2 separate regions of the Mus musculus genome follow, and region 2 is linked to region 1. The links are chromatin contacts, called in public Hi-C maps. All regions are on one chromosome and are shown on one strand. Each heading gives the region's core, a stretch centred on a gene start, on an enhancer-like site or on the middle of the called end of the contact. The rest is flanking DNA. Distances are from core to core; before and after follow the strand shown.

The links. Hi-C and Micro-C count contacts between places; a contact is called where the count stands out from the background.
Region 2: a Hi-C map of liver shows a contact between it and region 1, with 4 times the contacts expected there. The contact joins two enhancer-like sites. A contact is called at or near these places in 1 of 484 Hi-C or Micro-C datasets (liver), 2 of 115 datasets of contacts at active chromatin or transcription factors (embryonic hindbrain and embryonic stem cells) and 1 of 9 other capture datasets (pancreatic islet).

The regions. Positions count from the first base shown.
Region 1 is chr4:101,427,112-101,430,746 of GRCm38.p6, forward strand. The region is part of intron 1 of Ak4 (adenylate kinase 4); the gene reads left to right. Among named protein-coding and RNA genes, the nearest start is that of Ak4, 9.2 kb to the left of the region's middle. Within about 2 kb of position 2,155, at least 4 of the 459 cell types and tissues checked have an H3K27ac peak or open chromatin away from gene starts, as enhancers often do. A contact at or near this core is called in liver, where this site is marked.
Region 2 is chr4:101,673,730-101,677,493 of GRCm38.p6, forward strand. No RefSeq gene overlaps it. Among named protein-coding and RNA genes, the nearest start is that of Leprot, 28 kb to the left of the region's middle. Within about 2 kb of position 2,197, at least 26 of the 459 cell types and tissues checked have an H3K27ac peak or open chromatin away from gene starts, as enhancers often do. A contact at or near this core is called in liver, where this site is marked.

The DNA.
Region 1 (3,635 bases), core at 905-3,404:
CATGGACACACCTTATAGACCAGGTTATATTCTACTGTCTTTATTAATACCTGCACTGTTAAAGCAAAGGGTTATTTTACCTTTACGGGGTTCTGCACTTGCTAATCCTAAGCATTACAGCTGAGCTACACCCAGATCTAAGGCAGGTTGCTGCATTTGCTCCACGCCCCTTGCCCTCAGCTCCTAGTCTTTGTTTTTAAGATACACATAAAAGTCGTGTGTCAGGGGCTGGAAAGGGCCCCACAGGGAAGAGTACAAACGACTTTTGTAGAGGACCCAAGTTTGATTCCCTAGCACGCGTGGACAGTTCACAGCTGCTCTTAATTTTAGCTCTGGAGGATCTGAAACCTGCCATAGGGTACTTCTCACGCACATTTCAAATCTTTTAAATTCGTACAGTGTAGGGTGTTCTTTTTTTTTTTTTTTTCTCTTTTTAATTTTATTTTTATATTTATTTTTGAGACAGGGCTGGCTGTCTTGGAACTAGTCTGTAGACCAATCTGGTCCCAAACTCAGATTTGCCTCTTGTCTCCCTAGTCCTGGGAATAAAGGTGTGCACCACCACTGCCCAGCAATACAGTGCAGTTTATGGCATTTTGAACTTTCTAGAGTTCAAGTGATGGCAAATAATCATGAAATTGTGGTTTGAATGGTTAGGATAGACAGTTTATGAAGGTATTTCGGCCACCTATTTGCCAAACAAATTATTAAACGCTGTCATTTTGTTATTCTGTATTGCTTCATGTGTGACTTGTAGACATGCAAGTGTTATTTTCCTTATGAAGTTTTTTTGAGCTTTCCCCATGGGTCAGACCAGACATTCAAACATGGGCTTCCTTTGAGCAAACTGACTTTTTTTTAAAAGCATAAGTAGTGATAGACAGGTTTTAGGGTTACTCTCTGCACCTCCCCCTCCCCGCCCCCATTTAGTTCTGTTTGGCCTTTCAGACACGGTACAGAAGGTCTCATTTGTGCAGCCCCAAGAGGTCCATTTTGGATGGTTGATGTTACATTTTAACAGCCTCACCTCTAAACCTGACAACTTTTATACTAGAGAAATGGCCTGGCAGCAGGCATTAGTTTAGTGTGAAAATACTGCGGCATTAGTCCTGATCATCAGATTCTGAAGAAGCTAACGATTAATTATTTTCTAGACTTAGTACTTTAATAAACATATAATTTTTTTTATTTGCACCACTGACCAGGGTGTTTTGTAATTCTTGGTGTTTGGTCCTAAGTTTGCAGGGAGTTTAACATCTGCCAGGGCCTGGGCTGGCTCTTTTCTTCCTGTTATAATTTACCTGCCTATCTATGTACAAAGTAGCAGTTCTTGTTATATAATTCTAAAATAAGCAAATGTCCCCAGGGGTTGAGCAACTTGCCCTTCCTAGGTCAGACAGCTAGAGAAACTCATTCAAGCCTGGGGCTCGTCTTCAGCTCGGATCACGTTCTTTATCGCGTGCTACCTTCTGACAACGCTGGAGGATCTAGTAGAATGTGTTTCCCTCAAGTTTGTAATCGATGGGCCTCCATTGACTGCATTTTTGTTTTTGTTGATATTCAGTCTTACTGCATAGCTTTGGTCAGCTTGAAATTGTCTATATCCCAGGTTGTCTTGGACATTAGATTGATTCTTCTACCACTCACCTGGTTAGAAATGCCATTTTGAGACAGTATCTTAACCTGTTTGCCTGCTAACACAAAATGTTTCACACTGTAGTTTAAAGCAACAGAAATTTACTTCAACATTTCTTGGAGCAAGCAGACAGAAATAGGATCTTGCTATGTGGTCCTTACTGGCCTGGCCTGTAACTCAATGTGTAGCCCAGGGTGGCTGTGAACTGGATCCTGCCCCAGCCTCTTACCATGCTCAAATCATGGGTATGTGTCATGTTGCCTGGCCATTTCATACGTATCTGAAAGCTGGCAGGTTCCAGGTACAAGGCACTGTGAGGATCTGTGATTCTGGGCTGGCTTTCTGAGCACTGCTCATATGCTAAAGGGATGAAGGGGGAGGGCTAAATGCTGCTTAAAGCTTTTTATTGCTGCTATTTTTGAAAATTTATTATATATATTTGTGTGGGGTGGTTGTGCACTCGGAGGTGGAGGTCAGAGGACAGTTTATAGGAGTCAGTTCTGCTGTGTGGGTGTGGGTGTCAGGGGTTGAGCAATAATAGGTCATCAGACTTAGTGGCAAGTGCCTTTCCCTTCTGAGCCATCATGCTGACTGCCTGCCCTTTTGTTTTTGACATTGTCTGACCATGGAGACCCAGGTAAGTTTTAGTCACTTATCCTCCTGCCTCAGCTTCGCACTGAGTGCTGGGATTACAGGCCATGACACCATGCCCAAATTCTAAGTTGTTTCTCTCCCCCCTGATATTGTAACTAAACTATATAGTTATACTTACAAACTATAACTGAGCAGTCCTCGGACCTTTTGCAATAGGCAAGGCAACCCCATTCTCCAGGGAGCCCGTGAGCTAATACCTTTAGAAGTCTCACCTTTAAAAGTTGTCATTGGCAATTCTCTTAAATCTTAGGTGCAGGAGACACTTTGGACAAGCACAGCAGGTGGCAGAAGCTCATGGCAGCTTAGCTCTCCAAAAGTGTGTCGAGGTGCAGAAAAGTTGGGATGGCAGGGTGGCACATACTCCAAATGCTAGTTCGCAGGAGGCTGAGGCAGGAGGATTGAGAATTTAAGGCCAGTTTGGGCTGTTGTTCCAGGAAACAAGTTTGGTAAGACTAGAGATTTGTAGATTTTTTTCTTTCCAGAAGCTCTCTACCCTTGAAACATTTGAAATACTTCTATGAGGAAGGTAGCACCACCTCCATCCCCAAAAGGACCAGCTAGGTCTAAAATAGACCATCTGCGGGGTTGGGGTAGACATGAGTCTTCGCTGTAACAGTGTGAGGTTTGCAATATTGCGGGAGCCCACTGTTCCATCATTAGGCATTTGAATCAGTTTTGTGCCAGCGCTAGGCATGGGGAGGCATGCATGCAAACCTTGTTCTTTGACCATTTTGAACTTATGGCTTATGATGGTTCATGTTGTAGGTGTCTCATGATGTTCCAGTGAGGTCTGGTGCTGTGTGCGTGCGTGTGTGGGTGGAGTTTTGAAGTCAATGACCCGGTGGGCTGGGGACATTGCTCAGCCTTAACTTTCCCCTGGAATGCCTAATGCCTTTCATTTTCTGAATCTGTTTTCAGCCTTGGCTTTGAAGCTTTTTGCACAGTTCCCACCACAGGTGGCACTTTTCTGGGACTTCTTCATACCATCTGTATCTTAGTTCATTTTCTTCTCCCAGTAACGGGTTTCCTTTGGTTGTTAATAATGACTTCAGTCATAGTCTCTCACCATTTAAATAGTAAGTTAATTAATAGCAGTTGAGTTCAGAGGTTTTAGACATACCAGAGCAAAGTGTCATTTCTTATGTTTTATTTTTTAGATTTATTTACTTTTATTTATATGAGTACATTGTAGCTGTCTTCAGACACACACCAGAAGAGTCCATCGGATCCCATTACGGATGGTTGTGAGCCACCATGTGAGAATTGAACTCAGACACCTCTGGAAGAGCAGTCAGTGCTCTTAACCACTGAGCCATCTCTCCTGCCCCATTTATTATGTTTTATA
Region 2 (3,764 bases), core at 947-3,446, 250 kb after region 1:
TAGTGATGTGGGTGTTAGGGAGGGGGGGGGTGAAGCATTCTCAAGTCTTTCACCTAGGGAGGGAGTCTTGAAAGTTTTCTTCTTTAAATGCATAAGGAAGACTAGAAGGCATTAGAGTTAGATTTTCCCTTAGACCAGTTAGGTTCTGATAAGGCACCTACCTGCTGGTTATGTGGTTAGGTGGCCTCTCCTTGAAGACACACCTTGTTAAGAAGAGATCACTGTCCTCACTCTACAAAATCTTTCCTTTCCTTCCCTGTGCTCCTTGAAAGAAACATGAGAGGTGGGGGAGGGTGACACACCCTTCCCCCCACAGCATTTACTCTCCTGGCCAAGCCCTTTGGGGAAGGATTCTCATCTGGGTCCACAGTGAGCGATCAACACTCAGATTTTTTTCCTTTTGAGTCCAGCAACCCACTGGTTACAATTTCCATTTTGCTATCTCGTGTGTAATTACTTCCTCTAGATTGAAAACATTCACTCCTGGAGGGGTGCTCCCATAGACCTAAGAAGAAAACACAACTCACAAATCTCAGAAAGTTCCTGAAAATTTCAAGATTCATGCTCCCCTACCCTCAAGACTATATAAGCAGTAACAATTTCAGGAGGTTCTGTGTAAATCTCCCTCAGGATGCTCAGGGAGGCAGCTTTCATGAGCTGTCACCCCTGTTGGGTAGGTTTTGGTGTTGCACCTGACTTCCCCGTCATCCATACTCCAGTAGGTAACTGCTCACCTGCGCTCTGTAAGGAACCTCGATGCATTCGCTGGCTGGCTAAGCTAACCTTGGGCAGGATTGTTTCTTTGGTCCTTTGTTGGAATGCTGTGTAGGGTGAATAGATGATCACATCTCACATCATGTGCTGCGCTACTCTACTGGGTCCTGCAGAGGGTTTTTTTTTTTTTTTTTTGGTTGATTATTTCTAATTGTCTCCCTACATCAAAACAAAACAAAAGAACAAAGCAAAAACAAAACAGATGGAACAGGTGGGCTCTATTGTCAGTCAGGATGGATTCTGAGTGCTTGCTGTAAGGAGGAGTATGGGGGACTTAGTTCTCATGTGAATTTATTTTAAGGGACTCTCGGGTCAGGGCATAGAAAAAAACCAGAAGCAAGTCTCTCAGGCTGCCTAATCAGAAACCATTACTATTAGCTAACCACGTGTATCCTTGAGTTAAAGTTTTACTTTTTCCATAAACACCATCTGCAAACAGTGTAGTCATAGGTAGTACTGGGATGTGTCAAGTCTGGGGCTATACACTGTGTCACTCATGCCCTTTGGCATACATGCTTCTGCCCACGTGGCCAGGCAAGAAAGATCTTCTCAGTCTGTTTTCCTAAAGGACCTTTGTCCGACTTTGATGGGCAAACAAGAATCATGTTTCCAGGGACACACACACACACACACACACACACACACACACACGTTCTACAGTGACATTTTGTTGTTGTTTGTTTTGAGATAGGGTCTCACTAAGTAGCCCTAACTATCCTGAAACTCACTATGTAGACCAGGGTGGCCTCGAACTCACAGAGAACCTTCAGCCTCGGCCTTTTTAGTCCTGAGATTAAAGGCATGTACCACCATGCCTGGCCCAGGGCATATTTTTAAATGAGGAAATGGGGACCAAAGGAAGGAACATGTAGCTGTGGTGAGAGGTTGGGTTGACCTCTTAACTTTCTGAGAAGCCATAGTTCTTGGGAAGTTGACATTGAGTTATTTAGCTGTGTGATTTAATGGCATATAAAGTTGGAATGGATACACTCATTCAATTGATACTTTTTCCTTGTGCCAATACTGTGCTAAATGTCAGGACACAATGGATCAAATGACATCTTACGTTTATTTGGGGAGAGAGACAAATAATCACCACAGAGTTAAATACATAACTGGAAATTATGTGGAGAGGCAGGAGACTGAAGGAGCCAGCACTGTAAAGAGCACGGTGGCAGAGTGGGGAGAGACTGATACCTTGGAGTAAGTATCTAAGGATGTATGGAGAGTGCTCTCTCTGGGACTGAATGGAAGGCTGTCCTCAGGCAGGAGGATCATGTGTGGGACAGAGCGTGCTTCTGCTTTAATCCATTTCATATTGTGAAAACTTTCCAAAGCCTGAAAGAGAAACACAACATCCCCTGCACTTAGAACATCTACTTCCTCAGTGTAGTCTGGCCAGAAATGTGTCAAGAGCAAGCCTTCAAAGGGGCAGATGTCAGCCCTCTGGCCTGTAAACAAAATGCCCAAGATATTTCCCCGAGGCTTGAGGCCAGTTTGTAATTTGGCTTTTTCCTCATCCTGGATGAATTTCCAAACATAGTAAAACGGCCTGTGATGAAATATAGTTCAAACGACAAGGCAAAGAGCAACTCAGGTCCTCAAAACACTCTCATTAAGGAAAAAGGCACAGATAAAACTCTTTCCACCAATGGTGTGCTAGTGTGAGGCAGTAAAATGACAGTGCCCGGACCCCACACGTAAGTCACACAACTGCCACTACTTGGAGACCTAAATAAGGTAACTGCAGGCTTTCCATATCTGATTTTAACCCACTCAACCAACTTGATTCCTCTGGGTCATTTAGCTATTTCTGTAAGTGAAAAGGACTACATTAATTGTGTTCTCCTTCTTCTTCTTAAACAAACAAACAAACAAACAAAAAAACCTAGTGGATGCCAAAGTCATCAACACCTCGGGGCTGCTTTCCTAAATGAAGGTTCCCCCAGCCTAAGAATACAGATAGTTCTTTCTTCATTAATCTAGAAGGGGTAAGCCACTAGACCCAAGCAGGGTGGAAATGACAGGGGCCGTGTCTTCTTGACTCTTACCCCCCCACTGCAACTGGAAGTGTGGGCTCTGCTTGCTGGCGACATCATTCTGCAGGTAAGAGAAAGCACAGGTGTTTATACAATCTCATCTATAAAAGGACTCATGTTTTATCTGAAAACTAGTTTCCTTTATTTTACCTTTAGACATCTGGCTAAATGTCTCTAGGGATGGATGCTCACTTGGAAGCAAGTTCCCTGACAGCTGCCATTGGAGGTAGAGTCTTTGCTCTTTCCTTCCAAAAATAGCAGTAATATCATTATTTGGACCACATTCTGTGTTGCAGGGCTGTGTCAAGAGAGTTCATATTTGTTGTTTCTAATGCTTCCAAGCAGCTAAGAAGTGATCATCTCACATACTTTAAAGGTGAAAAACTCAGGCAAGGTCACAAAACTCAGAAGAGAGGTCACTTTGGCTGAACTCAACACATAGGCCCATTTCCAGACAATACACATAGCTATTCAAATCTGTGCATTTAATGTCACCTCTTAGATTGGGTTCTTGGTTTCTCTATTCATATCTCATGAAACATGCTCTCTAGCACTCTCAGATTATGTTATGACTATGCCTTTGTAAGGTCTTATCTATTTTGTTTGTGTGTCTATTCATCTATCATAATCTATCTATCTATCTATCTATCTATCTATCTATCTTTCTTTCTTTCTTTCTATCTTTCTTTCTATCTATCTATCTATCTATCTATCTATCTATCATCTATCTATCTCCCTCTACTTATCATCTGTCCACCATTCCTATCTGTCTATCTGTCTATGTATGTATGTATGTATGTATGTATGTATGTATGTATGTACCTATCTATCTATCTATCTATCTATCTATCTATCTATCTATCTACCATTTGTTTTATCATCCATCTACCAACCTATTGAATCTATTACCTAATTTTTATCTATATCTAAAGAAGAAATGAAGTTCTAGAC